Regions from separate parts of the Anser cygnoides genome. Here region 2 is linked to region 1. A link is a contact called in public Hi-C data. All regions are on one chromosome and are shown on one strand. The core of a region is the stretch at or near the end of the contact, and the rest is flanking DNA. Distances in the headings are between cores, read along the strand shown. Region 1 holds the start of WSB1 (WD repeat and SOCS box containing 1). Region 2 overlaps KSR1 (kinase suppressor of ras 1).

Region 1 (4,364 bases), core at 632-3,131:
CGTAAGACACAAACTACAGCCTGGGAAGGTCAAAGACTGGCAGCTGGACCGCGGTGTTGTACAGGCTGAACAACGGGGTAGCTGCTGGAAACCCTCAGTGCTAGACAGTGCCCCGGGTTACACGGGATTCCTGCGTCACACAGAGACCAGACTAAGCAATCATCTCTTCTAGCCCTCAGATCTGTTACATGAATGAACAGAAAGCACACTCAGGAAGAAACACCAACTACTGAAGCAGAAGTTACAAAAATACAGAAACTTACAGAAATAATAAATTGACAAATACTTTGCTTCTTTTAAGAAAGTGAGCAAGAAGGCCAGTAACATGGCAACAGCCCTACAAAGCTGTGTAACTTGACTGCTATCTTTCCTGGCTGTAACAGCCCCCCAAGGTAAGCAAACAGAACCCAGCCTTATCCTGGCTGCAGGTGAGGCTCAGACCCCCGGGAGAACTCTTACAACGTGAGTCATCTCAGCTACGAGATGGCCTGGTTCAAACGTTCACGACTCATGTGTAACTCCAAGGCAGCATTTCACAATGGCTACGGATCTGCCTTGTTACGAGAAGTTGGGGAGTTATGTGGAGACAGCTGGTCAGGGCTTTTCCATCTGCAGGCAGCAGAGGATGGATAGAGCAGGAGCAGCGTTACGCTGCCAGGAAGCCCTGGGACAGGTCAGTGCTAGGATGGGCCAAGAGAGTACCAAACAAGTGTTGGGACCTACTCAGACATACTCAGAACTTCTTCCTGCTCATTTCTTTAACACTGTTTTACTACATGATTTAAAAAATGCTCTGCTGGCCTTGATTGCACAAGGGTAATATCTGTTGCTACAGCAGAATAGCTAAACCCTATGGCTACTTCAGTGTTTCCACCAGCAGGGCCACTACTTTGGAATGAAATCATCGTTATTAGCTGCAGTTAATTATACTATGTGCTGTCTTGAAGTACAAAGAGAGAGCATGGAAAGAAGTCTTAGAAGAGGGGCAGAACTTAGATGTGCAAAAGGAGAATGGGGAAAAGGAAGGGGAAAGAATACGCAGACCTTAAGACAAAACCACACAGAACGAGGTGGCCTCGGGGACAAGTAGTTTATGGGCAACCCCATTAACCTTAACTATACATTTAAAAGTTGAGCATAAACCAGATCTTGCTGGATCTAGACAGTGAACTGTACAGTTTTATAACGAAACATCAGGAGAGTAGGAAAATCCCAAGAATTTTCCAGCTCCTGGTCAGGGAAGATAGAATCAAGCGTGCAGGTCAGTATCACACACACGTTCTGCAACGCATTCATATAAGCTTTCGCATACTTTTTGTTTTACGTGTTGCCTTGCAGTCCCACAGTCAACAGACATCAAGGATGTCACAACGTGCCTTAGAAGATAATGGAGATGACCTCTGTCCAAGGCAGGGAGGCAGGAGCCAGGCTAGCGCAGGCTTAGCCCGCTCCCAGGGTCAAGAGGTGACCCGGAGGGGCCTGTGGGGTGGCTAAAACGGGCGGCACCCGCGGGCCTCGCCACGACAGCACCACAACCCGGTTTTCCTCCCAGGCACGACGGGCACAGGCTGTATTTTAAGCACATCCAGGACGTTCTTACAGCGAAGGCAGGGCTCCCGTCAGGCCGCGTGCTTCGACCGCCTCAAGGAACGCGCGCTGCTTTTGCAGAGCGAGCTCCGGCGGGCGGGGAGGGCCGGGCCCGCTCGGGACGGCGGCAGGAGGGGCGCGGGCAGGTCGGGACGAGGCACCGGGGATCAGAGACGGGCGGCGGGGGCCCGGGGCCGGCCGGCAGCGGGGGGCGAGGCGCAGGCCGTGCTGGCGGCCGGGGCGCAGCGAGGAGGGAGGCCGGAGGAGGCCGGAGGAGGCCGCCCGTCCCCCGCCCGCCCGCGGGGCGAGGCCGCCCCTCCCCGCCGCGCTACTCCCCGTGCCGCCGCCGCCATTTTGTCCCAGTGCCTGCGCCCCGGCGAGCGGCGGTCGGTCGCTCCCCCTCAGCCGCGCCCGCTCGCGCCGCAGGTCCCCGCTCCGCGCCCGAGCCGTTCCGAAGGGCGGCCCCGTCGATGGCCAGCTTTCCCCCGAGGGTCAACGAGAAGCTCATCGGTGAGGGGCGGCCGGGCCGAGCGGGCCGGGGGGGCGGGAGCGGGCCGGGCGGCGCGCGGGGGGGCCGCCGGGCTCCCAGCCGGGCTCCCCGCCTGCCGCTGCCGGCAGCGCCCGGGCACCGAGCGGCCGCGATCGTGGCGGGGCCGAGGGCCGCCGGGTGCCGGCCGCTCGCCCGCGTTCCCCCCGCTGTGGCGGCGCGGCGAAGGCCCCGGTCCGTGTGCGCGGCCGGCTGTGCGGCCGTAGGGACTCAACCTCCTTTGCAGCTGAGGCTTGCTCGTTTGCTTGGTTATATTGTGACCGTAAGACAAATAAAAGCAAAATAATTAACGTTTCGCCTGGTTCCTCTGTAACTTTTTAAAATATGCTGAATTTATTTCTTAATGGAATTTCCTCTTTGTTTTCTTTTCAGCACGATCACGTACTGTAGGAGAACTGTTAGCCCCCACTTCTCCTTTTGACAAGAAGTGTGGACGTGAGAACTGGACTGTTGCGTTTGCTCCCGATGGATCTTACTTTGCTTGGTCACAAGGGCATCGCATAGTGAAGCTGGTCCCCTGGTCCCAGTGCCTTAATAACTTGTAAGATAAAACCATACAGCTCTTAAACTGAAAGCTTAAGAATTTCCAAATAGAAGATAATGTTTAATAGATTCAAACTCATATATTGTCTCTTTAAGCCTTGACATCTTAGGAAAAAATAGTTCTTTAAAGTACTAGCCATTATCTCCTTCTCTGTGGCCAGCCAGAGAAACAATTGTATTGCAAATTCACAACGGAGTAATTTACTAATTCAGTCAAGTGCTCTAAAATAAGCGGAAGTTAGAACGAACATGGAATTTTGAAAACTAAAGCAGATCTGGACTCTTACATTTCCTATCAGAGGGCTATTTTATTTTTACCTTCTAGGAATTTACTTAAAGGCAGACCCCTTCTATTATTATTCACTTTAGAGTGAAAGTTAAGTTCCAAAAGATGTTTTATTTTCAGCTGTAGGTTACATTTTAAAGAAGTTAGTATCTAGCAGTTGAATCTTTGTACTTAGTTAAGTTTTGCTTCCATTGTTCCCAGCAAATCCCTTTTTTTGTTTTCCTGTTGCTGGTGACGGTTTAGTTGTTTTTCATATGCTGGTTTCAATGTCTCATCCCAGTTTTCCATGAACGTAAGTGAATTGCAGGGAACTTCTTGCTTATTTAGCAGGAAGTGTTAGACATTTTTGTAGCTTATTTTGTCTGTAAATGCTTGTAATGTTTTTCAAAGTGAGTTAATATGTTTCTACAGAGGTGAAGACATGGACAGTCTTTGTAGAAGTTTTCCAAGGGTTAATAATTCTTGACAGTTATAAGAAAACCCAGCTTTTATAATTTGAAAGTAAAAATGCATTCTTATGGGCCTCCATGCGTGTACGTCATGGCAACTCACAGATTTCATTACATCTTAAAGACCTTTCTGTTCTATTGCATTCTGAATGTCACACGATATGTAGCTACTTATTTTTAAAGACTCTTTATGTTTTTCTTGTTTGTTTTGCAGCTTGTTGCATGGCACAAAGAATGTTGCAAATTCTATCAGTACAAGACTTGCAAGACAGAACAGTGACAGTGGTCAGAAAAATAAGCCCTGTGAACATATAATAGACTGTGGTGATATTGTATGGAGTCTTGCTTTTGGGTCTTCGGTGCCTGAGAAGCAGAGTCGCTGTGTGAATATAGAATGGCATCGTTTCAAATTTGGGCAAGACCAGCTTCTACTTGCAACAGGCTTGAACAATGGGCGCATCAAGATATGGGATGTATATACAGGTAGAGTGTGTGAGGGGAAGTTGGCATGTCAGTGTCACTTTATGCAGTAGGAACATTAATACGCAGAAAAAATTCTTTACAGAATTTTAATTGGGAGTTGACTCTTGAATACAAATTAAGTATTTTTGAAATAATGAACTGCAACTAGGAACATCTGATACTGCTAGAGGAAGGAACAGACTCAGGTCATGCTTTGAGATGTAAGTGATGTAAGAGAAAGCCTTGGTGCTGCAAAATGGCTAAGTATGTGATTGATTTCAGGCATATTGGTTGTTTAGTCCGAAATGTTCTTCTGGATTGTAGTTTTAAAATACTTTCAAACAACGGAAACTTCAACAACAAGAAGTTACTCTCTGTTCTTGAGTATGGGGAAGGACGTATGTCAATAAGTATCTTGTGTTTTTTAAAAAGTTAATATTGTTTCAAATACTGTTTTCATGTAACAGGAAAACTCCTCCTTAACCTGATG
Region 2 (4,640 bases), core at 2,032-4,531, 60 kb after region 1:
TATTTGCAGCTGAGGGCCGGTCTGAACAAAGGGATGATTTATTTTGGGTATTGCATCTTCTAATGTGGGTAAGAGTTATTTTTCTGGGTGCCTGGATTGCTACCTTTTAAAAAAGTATTGAATATTCTGTTGCAGCGGTTTCCACTCAGGTTGGCACAAAGAAGCAGTGGATGCCCCATCCGTGGAGGTGTTCAAGGCCAGGTTGGACGAGGCCCTGGACCACCTGGTGTGGTACGTGGCATCCCTGCCCAGGATAGGGGAGATGGAACGGGATGATCTGTAAGGTCCCTGCAATTCAAGCCATTCTATGAAGTACTGTACTCATTAATATTCCTCTATACAGCCTTTATTAAAAAAAAAAAGTGCAGGTTCTGTGACTCATGTGGTTCGTAACTTACCTGCCGTCTGCTGCTCATCACTAAAAGATGCAGTAAGCACTTTCTAGCCTGGCTGCCTAAGAGATTAGGTACTTACTCCACAGGTGCCCAAATGCCAGTCATGAGGAGAGCCAGAACGCTTGCTGTCAGTTCAGATGCCCAGAGGCAGAAAGGAGGAATGATCCCCAGAACAGTCAGCATCACACAGGTGGAGGTCATCACAACACAGTACAGATAAAGGTACCCTTTTCTGAAATATTTCTTCATGTTCTGATGAGCTTCCACTCACCATCTGCCCTTTACGCAGCTGTCATACAATTATCTGTTCTTTCTGAGGCAATTTAATTAGATTTTCTTTCAGTAGGTTTTAATCAAGTATTATGGGGCTGCTGGTAAATTATTTACAGCCATATCACTTGATGGAACACTTGGTCTGCTAAAGCTATCACGTAAGTGACATATCTTTAGCAAAGAGTACAGCTGGCTTTAGCTTAGGACCTCACTTGCGCTCCTTGGGGTTATCCAGTTGGCATTCAATGAATGCCAGGTTATGCGAGCCTATTTTTCATTTACAGTAGTAGTTACTGAATGTGGCTGTGCTGAAGACATTGGAGTTGAAACAGTTTAAAATGAGAGTAAGAGCTGAATTTAGCTTTAGTCTATGCCTGCTCAGTTCTTTTTTAAGTGCCTTTCAAGGTTGAATACCCTGAACAGTGTGGCCTTCACCCTCACTCGAAGATCCAGCTATTTCAACAGAAGTGTTGTTCGTACTGTCTTCACTTGGTCTGATGCAAAGTAAGTGTTTTTTGAAGGGGCAAGGTAATGAAAAACAACACTCAAATACCAAAGGATAACAAACTGAGAAAGTGGATATTTTTAGAATGCAAAAGGATTCTTTCTCTGCCTTATTGAAGGAAGGCAGTACCAGGAGTTGTTAAAGGTAACTACTAACTTGCAGAAACAATGTCCAATCCAAGTCTTGTATGAACTAATAAGAGGTGGATGATCAGGTGGGCTTGTTAACGTAGAGTTCAAAAAATGAATGCTGTTCTTCATTACCCACGTGAATAATAGTGTTACGTGCATTGATCTGACTCATCCTACCAAATTTCCTAGCTCATTGAATGGCCTCTGGGTGGCCAATAATATATGGAGATCAACCTGTACCAAGTTCCAGGTTCCTATAAGAGCACATTACTGTGTCACCTCTCTGTTGTGACCAGGGACCGTTTCAGAGTCCACACAGATTTCTTTCCACTTCAGTAGAATTTGATTTAAGGACAAGAAAAATGTTAGTATATTTATATGAATATTCATACATTTCCCATCCTGTTCTAGGCAGGGAATGCTCTCAGTATTATATTTGCCAAGAACATGGCATTACTCTAAATCCATGACCATTTGTTCCCCAAGCTGAAGACGCTATTTATTAGTGGCTTTCAAGGAAAGGTAGCAAAGGCTTCCTGGGTTTTGGCCCAGTTCAGGATATTTTTTCCCAGCGCAGATATTTAAGTACTGTTTTTTTTATATATATGTCCATTAGAAGTTATGTGATAGTTCTGTAGCAGTGACTATATGAATAATACTATCTTTATTCCAGGTAGGCGACTCGCTCATTCAGTATTTGCAATGAGTCTAAGCTTGGGTGGTTTTTTTAGTGCTTAGTCTGCAGGCTGTAGATGCAATTCAAGCTCCATTTGTTATTGGAAAATGACTAAGTACTTTTAAAGATGGTTTTATCTTTCTGGCCTCTGTTAAATTCCTTCCAGTGTTGGAATTAAAGGAGTAGTTTTGCAGATTCTTGATGGTGTCTTACCTCGCTTGATTCCTTGCTGAGGTAGAGGAAATACGACTCAGTTTGTTCTGGGTCAGATCCCAAAGCAGTAATATATCTTAATTTTGAAGCACAAAGCTCAGCTGCATATATGGAGAAAGGATATACACTATGGAAGGCCATATCTGACATCAGAACCATGTCTTTACCCTAATTTTACTTCTCCATAAGCACGTTAGAGGAACAAATCCAGTATCTCCTTGGAGGTCATCATTTATCATGATCCTTTTGTGAATGAAGACTACTCTGTTGTCTTTTTGTGTAGATAGGTAGGATGTGCCCGTGTGTTTGAAGGTTACTCAGAAAGGACTATTGAGGTGAGGAGTTGTGTACTCTGCGATTCCCCCTGCAGTAAGAGGGAGGACTGCCTACTCTGAACCTATGCCTTTTTTCTGTTCCTCATTCTCCAGAATGGTCAAATTCAAGAAGGGAGCCTTACTAACATTCCGAAATGAAAGCTGAGCACATTATAGTCTCACTTGAACAGGAGCTGAAAGCAGTCCACCTATTCACGAGACCATTTCTACTAGCCAGTTTTTCTAACCTCTTTTGACAAGTAAGTAGGGCAGACACATTTCAGAGAAAGTGCTTGTAGTCCTGATGCTCCTGGTATTTGGGAGACAGGACAAAGGTGGAAGCAGGACAAGAAGTGACTTCACTGCACTTTGTTATCACACAGTAATTCTTACATGGAAATGGCACAGATATCACAGATGGTACGGTTACGAGACAAATGGAGCCTTAGTGTTGCTTACCTGGGGCTGATATCTGAAGCACGCTCCTGACAGGCTATCTGCTAGTCTCAATGTTAAAACTCAAGTGAAACTGTATAGTACCTTGCTTTATAGCCTGGTCCTTCCCTTCAGCCTCTGTGTAACCCCAAAGCTTTTTCCTCTCCTCCCATTGCTGTGTCTGTCGGTTTCACATATATGATCACTGCTCTGAAGCTTTGTGCAGCTGCTGAGAGAGTATTTGCCTTTGCAGCAGAAGGCAGGCTGCTCCATGTCACTGGAAGTGCTGCAGTCTGTCCTTTCCCCACCCCCAGAGCTGACTATTATTTACGCAACGTGATCTAACCCAGAGTGTCTAGGAGATGATGGTCCAGAGTTCATTTCCAGTTATTATTGTAGTACAGAGTCAGTCTGGTTAGAGGTACTAATTTCCAGCACAAAACACATACCCTTTGAAAGCATAAACAAACTCCAGGTCAGTTTTTCTTAGCTTCGTACAGAAGTGCTTCAGCTAAACAGGAAAAGCAAGATAAAGTCGAGGCATTGCAAGAAGCTGGTCCAACAGTCATCCATAGGGAACTACAGAGGGCCCCTTCCAGTAGAAGGGAGATAGAAGGAGCACTAATCTCTAAAGCAGCGGTGTGAGTTTTCCTTTTTAATCTCTGGAGATGTATTGAGTACAGGTCTTACCTTTGCCTCAGTATGTGTTTAAACTCCTGCGTTGGGGCATACACGCATGAAACATGCAGAATTACCTCCCCAAGCTGGGGGTCAGACTTCAGTGGCCCTAGCAGATGTGTCTATTTCTGACTTTAATGGCCTGAGCAATTATGCCTGCTGTCACAACCCTGTTCTGGTATGTGGGTGTAGCTGCTCTGGGGTTCAGTCATCCTAGCTGCCACTAACCCAGCTAGTCATCTTAATTGCAACGCTTTGTTTGTTTGTTTATCTAGGACTAGAAATCCTTCACAGACAAGGCCCTGTCTTTGAAGGCAGGCATGTTCAGAAGTTGGTGTGGTCTCCTGGGCTGCAGATTAAGAGGTTGAACTAGGTGAATCACTACCTGCAAAGCATGAACTTCTAGCATCGGGGTACCACCTTCCCTGTCTGTGCAGCCCCAACACCAGTAAGCTGATTGGAACTGTAGCCAGCACGGAAGCACTGAAGTAGTAGGGGAGCTGGGTTACTTAAACAGTAAAGCCTCTTTTGCGCGCTAATGCAGTAATTTTAGATTTGAGACTGAAAAGACACTTTGCATAGCTTTGTAGCTGGAGATGAGACTACCTTATGGTAATTAACTCTCATTGCCTTGTTCCAGGTGGTAATCTGTATGCTGCCCCTGGAAAGCTGGGGATCAGGCAGCTCATGAAAACCATGGTCATAAGAGGCTGTTAAATTCAAAGGCCAGGTCTAACAGGGCGACACAGCTGGAGTGGGAAAGGGCTGCCTCTCAGCTGAACGAGCAGCTCACATGGGTTTCCAGAAACCTTGTCCCTATGAAGGCAGGGCACCAAGGCTGCAGGAGCTGGATGCTCTCAGGTAGGAGCAGGACCAAAGGTTAGCAGAGTTGAGGCTTCATTGAGTACTCCAGTGTTCAGGTTTTCTTTAGCAAGAATCCACCAGAACAGTCATTAAGTTCTTTGCAGTTCCACCTTCAAAGCACTACTGATTTCATTAAATGCACAGTTTCTAACCCAT

The links. A called contact is a pair of places that touch in the nucleus more often than the background predicts.
Region 2: a Hi-C map of liver shows a contact between it and region 1, with 2.2 times the contacts expected there. The contact joins the enhancer-like site here to the promoter of WSB1 in region 1. A contact is called at or near these places in 2 of 7 Hi-C or Micro-C datasets (both in liver).

The regions. Positions count from the first base shown.
Region 1 is chr18:12,023,981-12,028,344 of Taihu_goose_T2T_genome, forward strand. It overlaps WSB1 (WD repeat and SOCS box containing 1), which reads left to right and starts at 1,882. Exons shown (of 9, transcript XM_066979823.1): 1 at 1,882-2,097; 2 at 2,507-2,675; 3 at 3,627-3,895; 4 at 4,342-4,364. The coding sequence starts at 2,058.
Region 2 is chr18:12,082,435-12,087,074 of Taihu_goose_T2T_genome, forward strand. All of the region lies in intron 1 of KSR1 (kinase suppressor of ras 1), which reads left to right. Among named protein-coding and RNA genes, the nearest start is that of KSR1, 15 kb to the left of the region's middle. Within about 2 kb of position 3,282, at least 2 of the 3 cell types and tissues checked have open chromatin away from gene starts, as enhancers often do. A contact at or near this core is called in liver, where this site is marked.